Regions from separate parts of the Oryctolagus cuniculus genome. Here region 1 is linked to region 2. A link is a contact called in public Hi-C data. All regions are on one chromosome and are shown on one strand. Each heading gives the region's core, a stretch centred on a gene start, on an enhancer-like site or on the middle of the called end of the contact. The rest is flanking DNA. Distances are from core to core; before and after follow the strand shown.

The links. A called contact is a pair of places that touch in the nucleus more often than the background predicts.
Region 1: a Hi-C map of an unstated tissue shows a contact between it and region 2, with 1.8 times the contacts expected there. The contact joins the enhancer-like site here to the promoter of PPP2R2A in region 2. A contact is called at or near these places in 3 of 6 Hi-C or Micro-C datasets (ear pinna, psoas muscle and an unstated tissue).

Annotation. Positions count from the first base shown.
Region 1 is chr2:48,111,252-48,116,599 of mOryCun1.1, forward strand. No RefSeq gene overlaps it. Among named protein-coding and RNA genes, the nearest start is that of EBF2, 61 kb to the right of the region's middle. Within about 2 kb of position 3,345, at least 2 of the 8 cell types and tissues checked have an H3K27ac peak or open chromatin away from gene starts, as enhancers often do.
Region 2 is chr2:47,954,058-47,959,535 of mOryCun1.1, forward strand. It overlaps PPP2R2A (protein phosphatase 2 regulatory subunit Balpha), which reads right to left and starts at 2,506. Exons shown (of 10, transcript NM_001171075.1): 1 at 2,204-2,506; 2 at 294-368. The coding sequence starts at 2,210. It overlaps LOC138848457 (a long non-coding RNA gene), which reads left to right and starts at 3,334. Exons shown (of 2, transcript XR_011386254.1): 1 at 3,334-3,680; 2 at 3,956-4,238.

The sequences.
Region 1 (5,348 bases), core at 2,095-4,594, 160 kb after region 2:
GTGCTTGGGCCCCTGTACCCAGATGAGAGACCCAGGAGAAGCTCCCGGTGCCTGGCTTTGGGTCAGCCCAGCTGCGGCCATCTGGGGAGTGAACCAGTGGATGGAAGATCCCGCTTTCTCTCTGGCTCTCTGTAACTATGCCCTTCAAATAAATAAATAAATCTTTAAAAAGAAAAGAAAAATACCAGCAGAGGAGTGATTGGGTGAATTAAGTGATATAACCTCTTGTGAGATAAATATAGCCAGTAACAATATGAAGACTCCTTAATATAAAAAGTTCTATTGATTTAATTTTAAGTGCTAAAAATAATACATTATACACTGCTATGATTACAACCACATAAAAATGACATACGCTGATGAAATGAATGAGAAATGAACTTGAACAAATGAAAAACTGTTCAACTTGGAGTGTTAATGGTATGAACCATCTCTTCCTTCTACTCAGTTCTATTAATTTATCTATAATGCCATTTATTTGATAAAGAATAGAAGCAATTAGAAAAAGGTGACAAGAAGCCTGGCCCAGATCTCCATTGCACAAATGTCAGGTTGTATCTGAGCTCCAGGGAAGGGGGTTCAGGTTTCTCAGGGATATGGGATTGACCAACCTAATCTACCCGGGAGAATTTCTCACTTGAATTCTAAAGTTGTGCGAAGGACCTCCTTGTCAACAGAGACAATGTGTGACCCCAAGTTTTAGGGGAGGAGCAGCAATGACACTTTGCCGTAGGGTTGACTTAGTCTGTGCAGGCTGATAGAACAAGGTACCTTGGCACTGTATAATTTATAAGCGACAGGAATATATTGGTCAGTTCTGGAGGCTGGGAAGTCTAAGGTCAAAGGCTTGGCAGACTCAGTGGCTGGTTAGGACTTGGTCTGTTCTTGGAAGATGGTACCTTGTCAAATCCTCATGTAGAATTTAGACTTTCAAAAACTTATTTAATTTTGGGGGCCAGAGCTGTGGCATAGTAGGCTAAGCCTCTGCCTGAGATGCCAGCATCCCATATGGGTGTCGGTTTGAATCCTGGCTGCTCCTCTTCTGATCCAGCTCTCTGCTATGGCCTTGGAAAGTAGTGGAAGATGGCCCAAGTGCCTGGGCCCCTGCACCTGTGTGGGAGACCTGGAAGACGCTCCTGGCTTCAGATCGTATCAGCTCTAGCCATTGTGGCTATTTGAGGACTGAACCAGCAGATGGAAGACCTTTCTCTTTGTCTCTCCCTCTCTGTCTGTAACTGCACCTCTCAAATAGATAAAATATTTAAAAAAAAACTTATTTTGAGAGGCAGAGAATCAGAAAGAGGAGAGAGAGATAGAGAGATAGAGAGAGAGAGAGAGAGAGAGAGATAAAGCTCCTGTTTGCTGTTTCACTCCCCCTAATGCCCTCAACAGCTAGGGACAGGCCAGGCTGTAAGCTGGGACCTGGGATTGCAGCTCAGATTTTTCCTTAGGTGGCAAGAGCCCAGTAACTTCTGCTGTCAGCACTTTCTCCCAGGGTCGGCACCAGCAGGAAGTTAGGGTCATGAATGAAACCCAGGTCGTCCAGTGGGACATGAGCCTCCTAACTCATGTCTGAACTGCTAGGCTGAACGCCCGTGTGAGGGGAGTGCTCTGTTGTTGCTTCTGTCATCTATCCGTCGTGTGAGTGTTCACTTGGAATCAGCTACTGAAACTGCTTACTCACATGGCCGGCCTCTGGAGCCTGACTAACACAGCCTCACCCCACCAGCAGAGAAAAGTGGGGTAAGGAGTTGTCTAGGAGCTGGGTGCCTGGGACTGCCCCAGGACCTGCTTCGTACTGCTTACTGCTAGTCATCGGCTTGCTTGGAATCTGCTGGTTCCATTTGGTTTGCCCAGTCCACATCTGGGTTTCCTGTTTGCCAGGCCCCTTGGGGTCAAGACTTGCTTTAGGCTTTCTGCCTGGCTGTGTGCCTTGCTTTCCAATGAAGCTGCTGGTTCTGTCCGTCTGTTTCAACCCCAGGACCCTGAGTAGCAGTGTGGACAGCCATGCTGGCACGGACCTGGGGAACACGGAATCTTACCCACCAGGAGCCGAACTTCCAAGCTCATGCCTGTGACTCCAGAAATTTATCCATAAATATGAGGGTACTTCATAAAGCTCATGGAAAAACAGAATGAAAAGGTTATCTGGTATGAAAATATTGAAATCCATGTGTAGTTTTTTTCCCTATAATGCCCATTTTTCATAAACTCTTTAAAGGTCTCTTGTAGGCATGACTTTCAAAACATTTTTGCACCAAAATAAACTTTTATTTTCATTTTCCATGGATTTTTGAAGTCCCTATATGTTTGTATATGTACATATGGATATATACATATATATGTACACATGAAGTACACACACACACACATTTTACTCTACTTCCTCATGATTTTCTCTGTATTTGGCTTGGCATTCTGGCTCCTCTGTCCCACCTTGCCAGTGGATCTGTGTGCCTGCCTCTGAACTCTGTATCACATACCTTTCATAATCATCTCTTTGTTCCCAGTGCACCGCACATGAAGGCACCCGGGCCACTCCCAGCTGGGCTTTCTCCCTCCCCTGTCTAGGGACCCATGATCCAAACAGGAAACAGCACCTGTTGTGTGTGTCTTAGTGCAATCTAGCAGCCTTCCAGTGGCTCATGGGTGTGAAGCTGTTTAAAGCACAAAATCTTGCTACCTTTTAGAGGAACTGCTGAAGTAGTTTGGACAATTGCAAGGAGCTCAAACAATGCAGCAGGAGACTCAGTCACAGAGCTCCCTGCAGGCACTCCAAGGCCGTGCTGAGGCACTGCAGGACCTGGAGTCAGGACCCGGTTCTGCCACATTCCACCCAGATGTCTTGGGCGCGCATAGCCTCATCTGCAGAATGGGGATAGCAATAAACACCTGCCTGGCCGGGTTGTAAGGAGGATCAAATGAGATGCTAGGAAAGTGTGGAGAAAAGGGCAGTGGCCCTAATTATCAGTGCCATGTACTCGTCACTGCAGTAATTACAGTGGCGAATGGGCTAGCCTTAAAGGACACAGAAGACTTGGCCCATGCCTGCCGGATCTCACACACAGAAAGACACTGTGGAGGCAGCCAGTGCCGCTGGCATGGGGTCCCAGGGAGTGCCGGGAGCACCTGGTGCAGCAAGGAGAGGGTTCAAGGTGTGGGGCGGCATCACAGGCTCCCTTCCAGGGAGGAACCGGCTTTGGGTGGACACTGGGATAAGGATGGGAAGGGTAGCAATAGGGACATTCAGTCCTGCTTGTGAGTCCCAGATCCCTGAGTCAGCGCATACAGAAAGAAGCATCCCCATGGCAGCCCAAGGGGTCCTTTGTCACTGGCTGTCAGCCAGGACAGCAGCAGTCACAGCTGGAGAGCACAGGCCTGGAACTGAGTGTCACAAGAGAAACCACTGCTTCCTGTGTCCTTGAGATCCAGCAGGGCCCCACCCTCATGGAGGGAAGAAGGGAGGGGGGCGCTAGGATCTCGCGGTCTGCAGCCAGGCAGTTGCAGGTCTGCGAGGGACACCTCCGAGAGAACAGAACAGATTCCGACTTCGGGGCTGGGAATTTCTGGGACTTCAATATTTGACTGACAGGTTCTTGCAACTGTCACACCTTGTTTGTTCACCTGTAAAAATGTTGTTAAAATTAAATGAAAAAAAAAAAAAAAAAAAAACCTACAGCCAAGAACTCGGTAATGATTCAACAGAGAGTCGTGGTTCCGGTCATCGGTCGTCGCTCTGCTGAGTCAGCTCTGCCTGCATCCTGAGTCACCCGCAGATCCGAAGTGTTCGAGGCTCTCTAGCTCCACCGTCTGGCGGGGGACCGCAATGAGCCCTGCTGCCCAAGAACCCGGGAGCCTGGGCGAGCGGTGGGAAGGGGAAGTCGGTCTCACGCGGTTCCGCGTCCTCCTTCCCCTCACCCTCCATCCGTCCCGGAGTCGGCTTCTCAGTGGGCTGGGTTTCTGCTGCGTCCTCGCGGAGCGTTCCAGTCCCCGTGTGGACAGCGGGCATTAGCGCGGCCGGCCCCGGACAACCTCCCTGCCTCTCACTCCCACTATTCTACTCTTTGGGGGGCGACTGGAACTCGATGGGGACATTTTTAGTGAGGTTAGTCGACGATATTCTGCAAGGCATGGGCCACTTGCGCAAGTGTCCCTGGTCCCCATGGACATCAAGTAGAGGAAAGGCCACTTATTATTAATTCTTTGAGCTAGGACAGAACTCCATCTTACCGATAAACAAAAATGTTTTTGCAAGGCTTCTTTTTTTGTTATTTTTGAAAACTAGGATAAAATCTATACAACATAAAATTTACTATTTTCAACATTTCTAAGTAAACAATTACATTGGCTCTGTTGTGCCACCATTGCCATTATCTATTTCCAAAGCATTTTCATTGTCCTAAATGAACTCCTTACCCATACAGCAATAACCATCTGTCCCACTTCTCATTAGACCCTGGGGCCCTCTGACTACTTCTGCCCCTGTGAACTTGTCTATTCTGTGTACCCCACATCAGTGGAATCATACAGTGTTTGTCCTTTGTTTCATCAGAAACTTTATCAAGAGTTGTTCCAACAGCTGGGACAAGGCCACATGTGTGGTGTTTGGCTGATGTACAATCCCGTTCAACATGGCGGCATGCACTTGACACTTTAATATGTTTTCTAATGTATCTGTCTGAATGTTCACATCTTTAAATACATATGTAGGAGGTGGGTTGGATCTTTGGTGCAATGGTTAAGCTGCCCCTTTGGACTCCTGCACCCCATATCAGAGTGCATGCGATGGAGTCCTGCTCTACTCCTGATTTCAGCTTCCTGCTGATGTATACCCTCCAAGGCAGAAGCTGGTGACTCAAATGATTGGATCTCTGCCACCCACTTAGGGGACCTGATTGGGGCTCTAGTCTCCTGGCTTCAGCCTGACCCAGCCCTGGTTGTTGCCGGCATTTGGAGAGTGAACCAGTAGATGCAAGATTTCTCTCCATCTCTTGTTCTTCCTCCATCTGCCTTTCAAATAAAAAAAATACACATGTTTAAAATCATTAATATCCCTTTTATATACGTTAAGATATTATTTTTTAAATTATGCATAGACAGTATAAGTGAACTATTAATTTTATTTTAGATTAGTAAAGGGGCATTGCAAAATATTTTTTATAAGAACTGGCCTGGCGGGGCTGGCGCCGTGGCTCACTTGGCTAATCTTCCGCCTGCGGCGCCGGCATCCCATATGGGCATCGGGTTCTAGTTCCGGCTCCTCCTCTTCCAGTCCAGCTCTCTGCTGTGGCCCGGGAAGGCAGTGGAGGATGGCCCAAGTGCTTGGGCGCCTGCACCCGGGTGGGAGA
Region 2 (5,478 bases), core at 1,256-3,755:
AACCTTTTATCATAGAAACCTCAGAGCTTTCTTGGAATAGTTTTATATATATCAATCATAGTCTAGGGCTTTCATGTAAATGCAGGGGGGAAAAACAACATAAATTGACATTAAAATGAGTTTTAAGACTGTTTTTGGAAAGGTGACTTTTAAATTTGTTCTTCCATTTCGTGAACAATTTAAACACAAAAGGTTCTTCAGTCATAACAGGCCCAGCTTCTGAGAAACCCTTCCGTAAGAAGACTCTGAAAAGATTCTATATTTAAGTTTTGCATTATTCATCACTTTCTTACCTTCTGCTACATCATCATCTACTGCTCCTTTCACCTGAGAAAAACACCATTGAATATCATTCCCTCCTCCAGCTCCTGGAAAAAGAAAACATACCAATTAAAACTGAGTTCTGTTCGTGTTTACTCTCGTAAACACAAAGATGGTATCCATGGTTTGCACGATACTAACAGCTTAGGACTGCCCACTCATACAGCCAAGCAGTGAGAGCACCAACTTAGAAAAATTTCCTCTCCTACGACTGGCCTTGTTAAAAAGAGTCAAGGTATGAAATATTTAAAGGTATATCATCTATCATTATCACTGTACATTTGCAAAATTTCACCTCCATTTTCTTTTCAAGTACTTTCAGAGCCTTACAAACAAGACATACCAGAAAATAACACAAGTTACATTTCCCTGTAAGTGTATAAAAACTGTGCAGAAGTTAACAAGGTTAAAATATCATAAAACATGGAATGAACAGAAAACTCTGGAAGCATTATTGCCTAGGTGAGTAGTAATGATTCATAAGAAACCTATCACCAAAACGCACACACAGCAAACACAGCATCCATTTCTTTCAAATCACAGGTACCGGAGAAGAAAAGAAACTAAAATGAGTGCTGCAAAGAAGCTTGCTCCAACTCCCTTCCCCTTATCCCTCAAAATCCAAAGGGCCTGGCAAAGAATAGTTTTCCTAACTTGTCATCATCTTGTGCAAAGCAATTTTAATCTCATTTCATTATTCAACAAGGCCAAAGAGCAACTTGTTTACAGCAAACTGCAAACCAATTCAACATTTTTAACTTAAGATTTAATTATCAAATTATCAAAAACGATTTAACTATCATGTCAAAGAAATAGTTATAAAAAGATTTAATTACAAGAATATTAAAAAACTGGTTTACTCTCAGAATTCTATTTCATTTCACTTCCACACATTGAGAAGGAAATGGTGACAATGTCTCGGATCTATGGCAGAAAAACTGAATCTAAATCTAGAATTGATTCTACTAGTTCGAGGAAGACACTCAGTAACAACAAAATATGCCAAAAAAAAAAAATCCTCAAAGCAATAACCTCTTCCTTCCTAAACATTTCCAACCTGGTTTTTTCTGTACATTTTTCTTTTCTTTTTTTTCCCAAGCTTTTGCCTCAATCGCTCTTCCTTTGGCTATTTATATCACTTAACTCCACAACTACTTCAGCTAACTCTATGAAACCCTTCTGGGAAAAAAATCACATCTGTACAAAAGCTAACATAAAAAACAGAAAGTTTAAATGATGTTCTTCATTCAATGTGCTGTCCATTAAAGGCCTTGCACTTTGGTCGTAAAGGCTGATAACCAGAAAGGAGACGGTTCCCAACAAAAAATTCAGCTTATAACCTCAGAAAGCTACATATAGGTAGCCACAATGAAGGTAAAAATACAACATAACCCCTCCCCATTATCTTTTAACTTGTAAAGCGCTCTTCCTTCTCAGTGCAAAAATACGTGTGGACACCCAAGAAGGCTTGCAGCACTGGGAGAAAATAGGAATTAAATGAATAAAGATCCGCAAAAACAGCCGGGAGGCAGGGTGGCGGGGAGGGAGAGGACACACCAGGCTCTCCAGCAGTAGGAACAAATCTGCACGCCCCCACCCGCCCCACCCACGCCTTACCCCACGGTTCGCCGGCACATTCCCCACCCCCACCCCTGCCCATGCCAAGGTTCCAACCCTCATTTTCAAAGCCATTTCCAGTTCACAGGGACGCCTCGCCTCTCCGGAGCCCTGCCCGCCCCACCCCACCCTACTTGACCAATTCCCTGAAATCCGGGGGGAGCCCCGGGGCTCCGCGAGAGGCACGAGCGGTCGCTAGGGGGTGATGGAAGGAGGAGGAGGGAAGCATCGCCGGATCAGTGGGCGAGGGGGATTTCTCCTTTACCTGCCATGTTCCGCTGCAAATGGTGCCCCTGCTGGGTTCCTCGGGGTCTCGGCTTCCCGAACTCACCCCCCTCACCTGAGGATGGGGGGGTAGAGAGGGCGGATGGCGGCGGATGGCACCTGTGGGGGGACAGGGCGGGGGCCGGGGGAGAAGAAAGGTGGAGCGGGCAGACCAGCCAGCCCGATGGTGGGTTTCACTCTGGGGCTTCCCGGCTCGTGCTCTTTCTCCAGCAGCGACAGCGGCAGAGGCGGCAGCGGCTACGACAGCGACAGCGGATTCAGCGGCAGGGGCAAGCGACTCCACTTTCAAAATGGCGCCGGCTGGCCAGGCCAGTGACGTCACCCAGGGGGCGGAACCTCCGGGTAGGGCGGAGAGCAGAGGGGGAGGGGCAGGGAGCGGCCTGACCGAACCCTGGCCACGCCCCCTTCCTGCCGCGCTTGGCCCCGCCCCTCCTGCTGCGTCCTCGCCGACCGGGCCTGCGCGGAGCCTTGGCCTGCGGGCTGCCTCCTTGGTCGTTTTGCGCTGGCTGTGTTCCCGCGTACCTCGTAGCGCCCCCAGCCTCCGGCCCCTTACCGGGACTCCAGGGCGGCCTCACCTATTCAGTTAATGTGCTTGCCTGCAGAGACTCGTGGGGTACTTGGCTTTTTTTTTTTTTTTTTTAAAGCGAGCTCCATTGCCACTGAAGAAAGTGGCGCTGTGGGTTGGCCCTGAAGCCACAGAACACAGAAATAAAGGGACAGCGGTGCAGATTGGCTCCTCAGCCAAGGTGAAAAGTTCACGGAGCTCAGAAGGACGAAGCTGGGCTGGGCCTATTTGGGTGACTTAAATTACCTTTACATGGGCCTCAGCAAGGGGCAAGAGTCCTTCTTGGCAACCGCAGGCAGTAAGAGTGGTTTTAAACAGAAAACTGAGATTGTTCTGAGCAGGGTGTGGCCGGAAAAGTGACCCAGGTTTGTCCAGCTGAAGGAGGTAGTCCTTTCACTCGCTAGGAGAGGGGCTCTGAAGACAGGCTGCCGAATGCTGACTCCAGGGCATGCAAGATGAGTTTTAAATCCCACCTTGCAGGAGTGCTGTTACGGGGAATGACTTAAGTTGAGTACTCGATAAATGTTAGCTGCCTTTGTTACTAGATTTGTACAGAAAGCATCTTCAACAGAGCTAAGAGGTGGAAGGAAGAAAAGGAACAGAAAACAACCGTCGTCGTCAGCCAAGAGGGGATGTGCACTTTTTTGAAAGATGCTCTAATGATGCTTACACTGTATCCTTTTAAAAAAATTTTTTTTTAAATTTACATGAAAGGGAGAGCGCTACCATGTACTGGTTCACTCACCAAATGCCCCCAACCAGGGCAGAATCCAGAAGTTAGGACCTCAATCCAGGTCTCCGAGTGAGTGCCAGGAACCCAATGACTTCAGCCATCACTGCTGCCTCCCAGGGCCTGCATTAACAGGAAGTTGGAATCAGGAACCGGAACCAGGTATAGAACCCAGATACTCTGATATGGGACACAGGCATCTTAAGCATTGGGCTAAATCTCTGCCCCTACGTGGTACACTTTACGCATCTCACATAATCACAGCGCCCTTATGAGAACAATATTCACATTTTACACATCAAAGACACATGCTGAAACATCCAAAGGTTGACTTGCAGACATTCAAAGACCCAAGAAGGGGACAATTAAGATAATAGCAGGGCTGGCATCCCATATGGGTGCCGGTTCGAGTCTCGGCTGCTCCACTTCCAATCCAGCTCTCTGCTATGGCCTGGGAAAGCAGTGGAAGATGGCCCGGGTCCTTAGGCCCCTGAACCCTTCCGTGGGAAACCTGGAAGAAGCTCCTGGCTCCTGGCTTTGGATCAGCACAGCTCTGGCTGTTGTGGCCATCTGGGGAGTGAACAAGCGGATGGAAGACCCCTCTCTCTGCCTCTGCTTCTCTGTAACTCTGTCTTCCAAATAAATAAATAAATCTTTTTTTAAAAAAGGAGATAATAATACTACCTATCATGTCTACTTTCTGCCTATTTGTGATCTTTAGAACAGTTTAATAGTAAAGCAATTTTTAAAACTAAAATTTTTAGAAAACTGGCGCCGCAGCTCAACAGGCTAATCCTCCACCTAGCGGCGCCGGCACACCGGGTTCTAGTCCCGGTCGGGGTGCCGGATTCTGTCCCGGTTGCCCCTCTTCCAGGCCAGCTCTCTGCTGTGGCCAGGGAAGGCGGTGGAGGATGGCCCAAGTGCTTGGGCCCTGCACCCCATGGGAGACCAGGAGAAGCACCTGGCTCCTGCCATCGGATCAGCGCGGTGTGCTGGCCACAGCGCACTGGCCACGGCAGCCATTGGAGGGTGAACCAACGGCAAAAAGGAAGACCTTTCTCTCTGTCTCTCTCTCTCACTGTCCACTCTGTAAAAAAAAAAAAAAAATCCATGAATCATTTTTTCATTAATCACATTTTCCATGAACTTTTAAAAAAATATTTATATAGTTGTTTATTTGAGAGGCAGAGTTAGAGAGAGATCTTCCATCTGCTGGTTTACTCCCCAAATGGCCTCAACAGCCGGAGCTGGGCCAATCCAAAGCCAGGAGCTAGGAACTTCTTCCAAGTCTCCCATATGGTTGGAGGGGCTCAAGCATTTGGGCTGTCTTCCACTGTTTTCCCAGTGGAAATAGCAGAGAGCTAGATGGAAGTAGAACAGCCAGGACTTGAATCAGCACCCCTACTGGGTGCCCTTGCCGTAGGCGGAGGCTAAACCTACTACACTATAGTGTCAGCCCCTCCATGAACTTTTTGAACATTTATTAATTTATTTGAAAGGCAGAGAGATATCTGCTGTGTCCTGTTTCCTTTGCCAAATGCACTCAACAGCCAGGGCTGAGCCAGGCCAAAGCCAAGAGACTGGAATTCCATCCAGGTCTCCTCAGTGGGTGACAGGGCCCCAAGTACTTGATCCTTCATCTGCCTCCTCCCAGGATACACTTCAACAGGAAGCTGGATTGAAAGCAGAGTATCCAGGGACCCAATCAGGCACTCTGCATTAGGATTCAGGATTGAGCTCCCGGTTTATGCCTGGCCCTGTTCCAGCCATACCAGGCATTTGGAGAGTCAACTGGTGGATGGCAGCTCACTGTCTTGCTCTGTCTGTCTCTCTGCCTCTCCGATAAATAATAAAAGTAAGTTTAAAAAAAAATCAGATATAGCTTCCTCCAGGAAGGCTTTGCTGATATCTTCAGCCATTCCCTCTGCATCTTTGGCTGTGTTGGTTGCCTTTACTAAAT